Linked DNA regions of Salmo salar: region 1 is linked to region 2. The links are chromatin contacts, called in public Hi-C maps. All regions are on one chromosome and are shown on one strand. Each heading gives the region's core, a stretch centred on a gene start, on an enhancer-like site or on the middle of the called end of the contact. The rest is flanking DNA. Distances are from core to core; before and after follow the strand shown. Region 1 holds the start of LOC106592182 (protein Tob1). Region 2 has its middle 62 kb from the start of LOC106593977.

What was found. A called contact is a pair of places that touch in the nucleus more often than the background predicts.
Region 1: a Hi-C map of muscle shows a contact between it and region 2, with 3 times the contacts expected there. The contact joins the promoter of LOC106592182 here to the enhancer-like site in region 2. A contact is called at or near these places in 2 of 3 Hi-C or Micro-C datasets (gill and muscle).

The regions. Positions count from the first base shown.
Region 1 is chrssa06:24,661,732-24,665,812 of Ssal_v3.1, forward strand. LOC106592182 (protein Tob1) reads left to right here and starts at 2,779. Exons shown (of 2, transcript XM_014183497.2): 1 at 2,779-3,065.
Region 2 is chrssa06:24,579,843-24,583,468 of Ssal_v3.1, forward strand. No RefSeq gene overlaps it. Among protein-coding and RNA genes, the nearest start is that of LOC106593977, 62 kb to the left of the region's middle. Within about 2 kb of position 1,954, at least 2 of the 13 cell types and tissues checked have an H3K27ac peak or open chromatin away from gene starts, as enhancers often do. A contact at or near this core is called in muscle, where this site is marked.

The sequences.
Region 1 (4,081 bases), core at 1,529-4,028, 83 kb after region 2:
GGACGGCTTTGAGGTCAACATGGAGGTAGGTTAGTATGCTGGAGTGTTATGGACGGCTGTGAGGTCAACATGGAGGTAGGTTAGTATGCTGGAGTGTTATGGACGGCTGTGAGGTCAACATGGAGGTAGGTTAGTATGCTGGAGTGTTATGGACGGCTTTGAGGTCAACATGGAGGTAGGTTAGTATGCTGGAGTGTTATGGACGGCTGTGAGGTCAACATGGAGGTAGGTTAGTATGCTGGAGTGTTATGGACGGCTGTGAGGTCAAAATGAAGGTAGGTTAGTATGCTGGAGTGTTATGGACGTCTGTGAGGTCAACATGGAGGTAGGTTAGTATGCTGGAGTGTTATGGACGGCTGTGAGGTCAACATGGAGGTAGGTTAGTATGCTGGAGTGTTATGGACGGCTGTGAGGTCAACATGGAGGTAGGTTAGTATGCTGGAGTGTTACGGACGGCTGTGAGGTCAACATGGAGGTAGGTTAGTATGCTGGAGTGTGTAGCTCCAGGACTTCTATGGCTTTGGTCATGGAGAGCGCATGACCGTGGAAACCTCTGAGCTGTTTGCAGTATAAACAGACCGGAGGCCTTGCCAAGCCAAGGCCACTGAGCTCTCTGTGCAGTACACTCTCTCTCTCTGTACGCTGTATGCATGCCACCAAGGTGTAGATCAAGACACTAATCGAAGCTCAGTTGGTTTTTCCTCCCTAAAAAGTTAAGTGAAGGATTCATGGAGGAAAAACTGATCTGAGATCTGTGCCAAGAGGGCCGGGGCAGCTTCTATCTAAAACCCACCTGTCAAATAATGTGTCCTCCCTTTCTATATGGTTAGACTGAGAAGCTATTGTAGACTTATTATAAACCTAATATCCAACATCCACAACCACCTTTGGATGTCTTTATGCGTTAACAGCTTCCAGTCCCCGACCTGCACTACAACATGTGATTTTGCTTGTGTTCATGCTTGGGAAACCTAAGCGTTTAAAGAATGTATAAAAGTCCACTACAAGCAAACCAGAAGACACTTGCTTCCTCTTCACAACCATATTATGCTGGCATAGGAAGAGGTTCTGTGATGTAATACTGGTGTTACTGTGGAAGTAATACTTCCATGGATTTGTGTAGTGTCTGTTATGGTAGCACGAGACTAAGGAATGACAAGCCAGCGCTACACATCATGCGAGGCTATTACACACCAGCAATAAGCAACTTCTCATCAAAGTCTTTGTGTGCAGTTATAGCCTTATTGTTACCTGCATTTATAACATGAACTATAACAGTTATCAATGTAGTTGCATTACAAATGTCACAAATGTTGACAAAACACTTTTAAGGAACACAAAACAATGATTGTGGTGATGTTTGTAAGTCGCTCTGGATAAGAGCGTCTGCTAAATGACGTAAATGTAAATGTTGATGCGCATGTGTGTAGGCCTGCTAGGCGTTACAGTACACACACCTGTTATGCGTCCCACCACAAGGTCTTAGTCATGGTAAATGCCAGATATGTGTGGTAAAAGATTACAGTCCTGGTTTTAACATGGTAGTGAATGTGTGATAGGGTTAACAGCATGGAAAACTACTGGCCTTGGAAATCTGAGCCTGATAGGTGCATGATGTGAACAGCAATGAGCAGTATGCACATTATTCTTATTGGTGGTAACACTTTACATTGAAGTTTCCTTATTACAGAGTAATTACATTCAATAACAACAACATTGAGATCGTGGAGATACCTACATTTTGTTGAATGGAAAGGGTTTGTTTTGCATTACGGCCAAACCATTGTGTAGCCATTTATACAGGGTGAGTACACGTTTGCTTAGCTTTTCCTACGTGAGTTAGTGGGACAACATACCTTACATCAAGTAGAGCGTCGTAACTAATATATATTTAGCAAGGTCCAATTTAAACTCGAGAGTGCCCTGTCCACCCAGGTATGACGTGGGCTGCTACATCAGCACCTTGGATACGGGCACACCATTCACCAAAGAGTTCCTGCCCCGTTTTCAGCCAATCAGCGGAGTGTTTTCTCGGCAGGAGATCAACCCCTTCGCTTCCAACGGTATCGTTCCGCTTTGGGAATGTCCTTTCCGACAGAGCTGTAGATTTGACTGAAATTGCCAAATGCAACCCCGGTTTCTTTTACTCATCATTTTCAAACTGCCATTCTCTGATCTAACAGTTTGCGTTTGCTTTAGCATGGTAATAACGCATGGTTATTACGGTTTCATGGGTGAGAGTGTATTCAGCTCAACAAATTGCTCGCTCATTATTTTAAAACATGTCAAATAAATACGTCGGAAGCACTTGGCAATACCAGTTAACCTATTGGAATGCAAGTATTCCATATCATAGCCTTGTCGAGGCAATAGGGGAGATATATCTCGGCTGAAATGATTGATACGCTGATCTAACTCATGTTGGATGACAAGCAAAGGCATATAATCTATCAACCACGCATCGCTGAAAATACATAATCAAAATATACTATATGCAAATGACATAATTTAGCATATGTCTGACTTCATAATCGATGTATTTTTGTCTGTTGTCAGAGACATAGGAAAAGTGTGACGCAAATGTTCTTGTTATGGGCGTCTCTTCATTTTTATGCCTTGGATTGACAGTATAACTAACCAATAGACTTTCGAGTTTGTACATTTCCAGCAGGCTGGATTCCCCAACCTGACCAATTGCAGGCCCAGATTTGGTGCTCGTATTGTTTTGACCTCTGAAACCGCATCACCGCCTACCTCGTGCCCATGGCGGAGGAAAGCTATAAATATAGGCGCATGACAGCCGACTGGGACGAAGTTGTAAAACTCCCAGGTAGAAGGGAAGAAACATTCTGCAAGCCTGCTGAAAGGGGAAAACGCCAAACAATCTAAAAATCTAAACTAAAGCAAAATAAATAACGATAACCTATCAACGTCTACACGTACTGGAATACTTTTTTATGTTAATATTATATTATATGTGAAGAAAGTATTTATATCTACCCTACACTTCTATTTGCCCTAACGGTACTTCAAAACTACTGAGAATCTTCATTTTGTACGAAAAAGTAAGTATTGCTTTTGCCTCAATTACTCTTTGCGTGTTTGATTGGATATCCATCAATCATCTATAGCCCAGTATTCTTGATGAACTATTTACCCCAGATTATATCGCAGGGGATTTTAATCAAGTTGATTTGCTGCGTCAGTCCCCGGAGTTAGGGAGGGGTAGCCTAACTAACTGAAGCATGTGTGTGAGAGAGAGAAAGACGGGATATGAGTTAAATAGTTCTTTACATTTGCTTGGCTATCAAGACTGTCAAATTATTGAAAGAAGAAACTTTCGGAGAGGCAATAGGCTATGCATGGAATTGTGTTCATCTCTTTTTTTGGCCCCGTTATTAAATCTCCAGGTCGGAAAGAATTAATAGTAAATCAAGTGGTAATTTATAGGTCCGCAGAGATTATAAAGTAGCTGCTCACACTGCCTCAAACGAACAAAACCATCTGCTGTTGGCCAGAAAACCGTCTATTTCGTAATGACCGAGTATGATTGTTTATTGGATACAGCTTATTTAGCATTTTCTATCTGTACTTCGCCATATCCAAAATGAATAGACTAGTTGTTACATTTTGCTAAACCGTTTATGTCGACACTGTTCCGATAATAGCAACACCTAACCTGTCTATCCCCTGCCTCGCCTAGTTGACGTTCACTGCTACAGTTTAATCAGCATACCAAGTAGTGCGAGTTGAGAGCCGCCAATCTGATACAATATTTACAGGGTACATGTTTCTATCGCCAGCCTGATTGCTAATATGTAACTGTTCTGTAAAAAAAGTGCAGTATGCCTTTCCGAATGTAACTGCGACTCTGTGACGTTGGCAACATTGTAACGAGGCTAGCTTATTTATTATGTAACACGATCAGTTCTAGTGCTTCTCTATAGCTTCGTATTGAAAAAACAGCACAGCTCTTTCTGTGTGGAGATTTCTAACATTATGAACATCGTTTTCATCTACTATGAAATCTTTAGGTTGTTCGTATTGAGTTGTAGATATGCAGGCAAATTCACTAGATCCC
Region 2 (3,626 bases), core at 704-3,203:
CACACGTTACACAGAGGGAGATGGGGGGAGGTGAGAGAGAATAAGAGACTGTTCTGGTGGGACATGCAGAGATACAGAGATCCTCTGTACTAGGTAGTATGGTGCTCTGTGGTAGGCTGTCGTTACAGCAGTCAAGGGGTAGACTAGCCCAGTCTATCCTACCCTATCTCCCAGACTAGCCCAGTCTATCCTCCCCTATCTCCCAGACTAGCCCAGTCTATCCTACCCTATCTCCCAGACTAGCCCAGTCTATCCTACCCTATCTCCCAGACTAGCCCAGTCTATCCTCCCCAATCTCCCAGACTAGCCCAGTCTATCCTACCCTATCTCCCAGACTAGCCCAGTCTATCCTTCCCAATCTCCCAGACTAGCCCAGTCTATCCTATCCTATCTCCCAGACTAGCCCAGTCTATCCTCCCCAATCTCCGACTAGCCCAGTCTATCCTCCCCTATCTCCCAGACTAGCCCAGTCTATCCTCCCCAATCTCCCAGACTAGCCCAGTCTATCCTATACTATCGCCCAGTACATGGAGTTAGACTCGGCTACAGTATTACATTACCAGACCAGCTGTTCTCTCTGTGTTTTCCATTTCTCTCTCTGTCTCTCTCTTCCTGTCTGTCTAGTGGTCTCAGACAGAGGCTAGGGTGGGATGAGGCTCTGGTGCCTGTGCCTTTCTCTAGTCTTTCTCTAGTCCACCCATCCATCCAATCCGTCTGTCTAACCCTGCCTCCAAACCAGCATAACTCTGTCTCTCACCCTGACTGAGCCCTAAGGATGAGGGAGTCAGATGAGGGTGGGAGAGGTGAAAAGTGAGAGACAAGGGAGAAGAGAGAGGGTGATGACATGTAGTGACAGAACAGGGACTTGGCCCTCCTGCCAGAGAGGGGAGTGTCACAGGGCAAATAGCCAGGTCAGAGAGAGAGAGAGAGACGGTGGGAGAGGTGGAGGAGAGAGGGTAGATGAGGGGGAGAGGGAATACAAGAATAGATTGGGTGAGGGGAAGATTTTAAAGGAGATAGGAAAGGGGAGAGGCTGGGCAGATGACAGGAAGGAGAAGAGGAGAGAGAGAACTTCCTGTGTATATGTACAGCAGCCTGTGTGCGAGCATGCCTACATAATTCTGTGTGTGAGCACATGCACAAAATGTCTCCCACCTTTGTCTCCCCCACAAACTGTTCTGCCACAGCTATTGTTGTTAATGTGTGTATAGATGCCCACGTGTCCCGGCAGACATTTAACACTGTCTACTCCACAGAGCCTGACCAGACACAAAACACACACATACAACCATGTATTGAACTCTGCCCCCATAGAGGACTTCATGGACACCCATGTCCAGCTCAGTCCAGCAGTGACTGATTCTCTTCAATTACTGACCCTCACTCTCTGTGTTTCTGTGTCCAGGATGTTCAGGTGCAGGGAGGGCCTGACCATTAACGGGGACAGGAGGACAACAGGACCATAAAAATTACCTTCTCACCTATTCTGCAGTGGGGATGTGTGTGTGCGTGCGTACGTGCACGCTCATGTGTGCACTCACGTGTTTATGTTGTGTGTTTATGTTGTGTGTGTGTGTGTGTGTGTTTATGGTGTGTGTGTGTGCGTGTGTGTGTACCTCCTCCAGTGCTGTGTGATTTAAAGCCCCTGAACAAGGAGTGTTTGCCCTTGTCCGTCCGTGGAAGCGTGCAGTATTTCACAGTCACGGCTGCAGTAAGCATTTTCCTAGCCAGCGCAGCACAGTACAGCACTGTCAGGAGGCACACACAACGCACACAAATAAACAGAAAACACAGGGCTGGGCGGGGCTTGGACATGATTGACAGCTCCATATCGACCAATAAAAGGTCACAAGGGCAGGTAAACAATGATTGACATCTCTGTATCGACCAATGAGAAGTTGTGAGGGGTGTGGGGACCCTGTGTGAGTTATTTGTAGAGTGTGACGGAAGCGCTGAGGGGTTGAGAGGGGGACGGTATTCAGCGTAACACCATGTGCTCCGTGAGTGAGGGAGGTCATGTCCATATGGGTGCAGTGGAGAGAGACTGGTTCCTTCTATATTTATGCTGGGTATAATGCACAGTCCTGTCAGTCCTATCTATCTGTCTACGTGTATGCATTGGGGTTGTTGTTCTGTGGCCCACTTTTTCATGTTTTCTGAGCAAGAGAACATGGAACTGTTTCTCTCTCTCTCTCTCTCTCTCTCTCTTTCTCTCTCTTCGTCTCTCTCTTTCAATTTAAAGGCTTTATTGGCATGGGAAACGTATGTGAAAGTGAAATAGATAATAAACAAAAGTGAAATAAACAATAAAACATTAACAGTAAACATTACACTTACAAAAGAATAAAGACATTTGAAATGCCATACTATGTATATATATACACAGTGTTGTAATGATGTGCAAATAGTTAAAGTACGAAAGGGAAAATAAATCAACATAAACACAGGTTGTGTCTTTCTCTCTCTCTCTGTCTCTCTTTTTCTCTCACTCCTCTCTCATCTCCCTATCTCTCTCTCTTACTCCTTCTTTCTCTGTCTCTCTCTGTCTCTCTTTTTCTCTCACTCCTCTCTCCATCTCTCTATCTCTCTCTCTGTCTCTCTCTGTCTCTCTTTTTCTCTCACTCCTCTCTCCATCTCTCTCTCTTACTCCTTCTCTCTCCGTCTCTCTCTCACTCTCTTTCTCCGTCTCTCTCTCTCCGTCTCTCCCTCTCTCTGTCGCTCTCTCTATCTCTCTCTTACTCCCTCTCTCTGGCTCTCTCTCCATCTCTCTCTCCTCAACTCTCTGTGTCTCAGACCATTCCCTCTATCTTTTCATCCTATCTCTAAGCAGTGTTTCTCATGTGCCCTAGGGAGTGAGATAGCTAGGAGAGTATGAGGAGGTGAGTGAAGCAGAAAACAGGACTATGGCGGTTATACACTAGAGAGTGGGTGAATGAAGAAGTGAATAGGTGAGTTAGTGAGAGAGTGGTTTAGTGAATATGTGAATGAGGGAGTAAGTGTTGTTGAATAGGTGATGAGCGTCAGAGTGTAGGAGACCTGCTTGTGTGGGGGTAAAAGAGATGTGAGGGCGTTGGATTGTGAGTATGTGAGAGTGAGTTGCCCACATGAAGAAATACTACAGTTTACTATAGAATACCACAGTACTTACTACAGAATTCTAAACTGTAATATACTATAGGATACTATACTACACACTGTAGTATCCCTCAATCATGGGTAATACTTTACTATAGCATGTTGTAGTATACTGGAGAATACTACAGTAAAAACTACAGTATTACAGTGCATTCGGAAAGTATTCAGACCCCCTAACTTACAGCCTTATTATAAAATAGATTCAATTCAACATTTTCCTCATCAATCTACACACAAAAACCCATAAAGTGAAAACAGGTTTTAAGATTTGTTTGCAAAAAACAGAAATACCTTATTTACATAAATATTCTGACCCTTTGCTATGAGACTCGAAATTGAGCTCAGGTGCATCCTGTTTCCATTGATCATCCTTGAGATGTTTCTACACTTGATTGGAGTCCACCTGTGGTAAATTCAGTTGATTGGACATGATTTGGAAAGGCACCTGTCTATCTACAGTGGCTTGCAAAAGTATTCACCCCCCTTGGCAT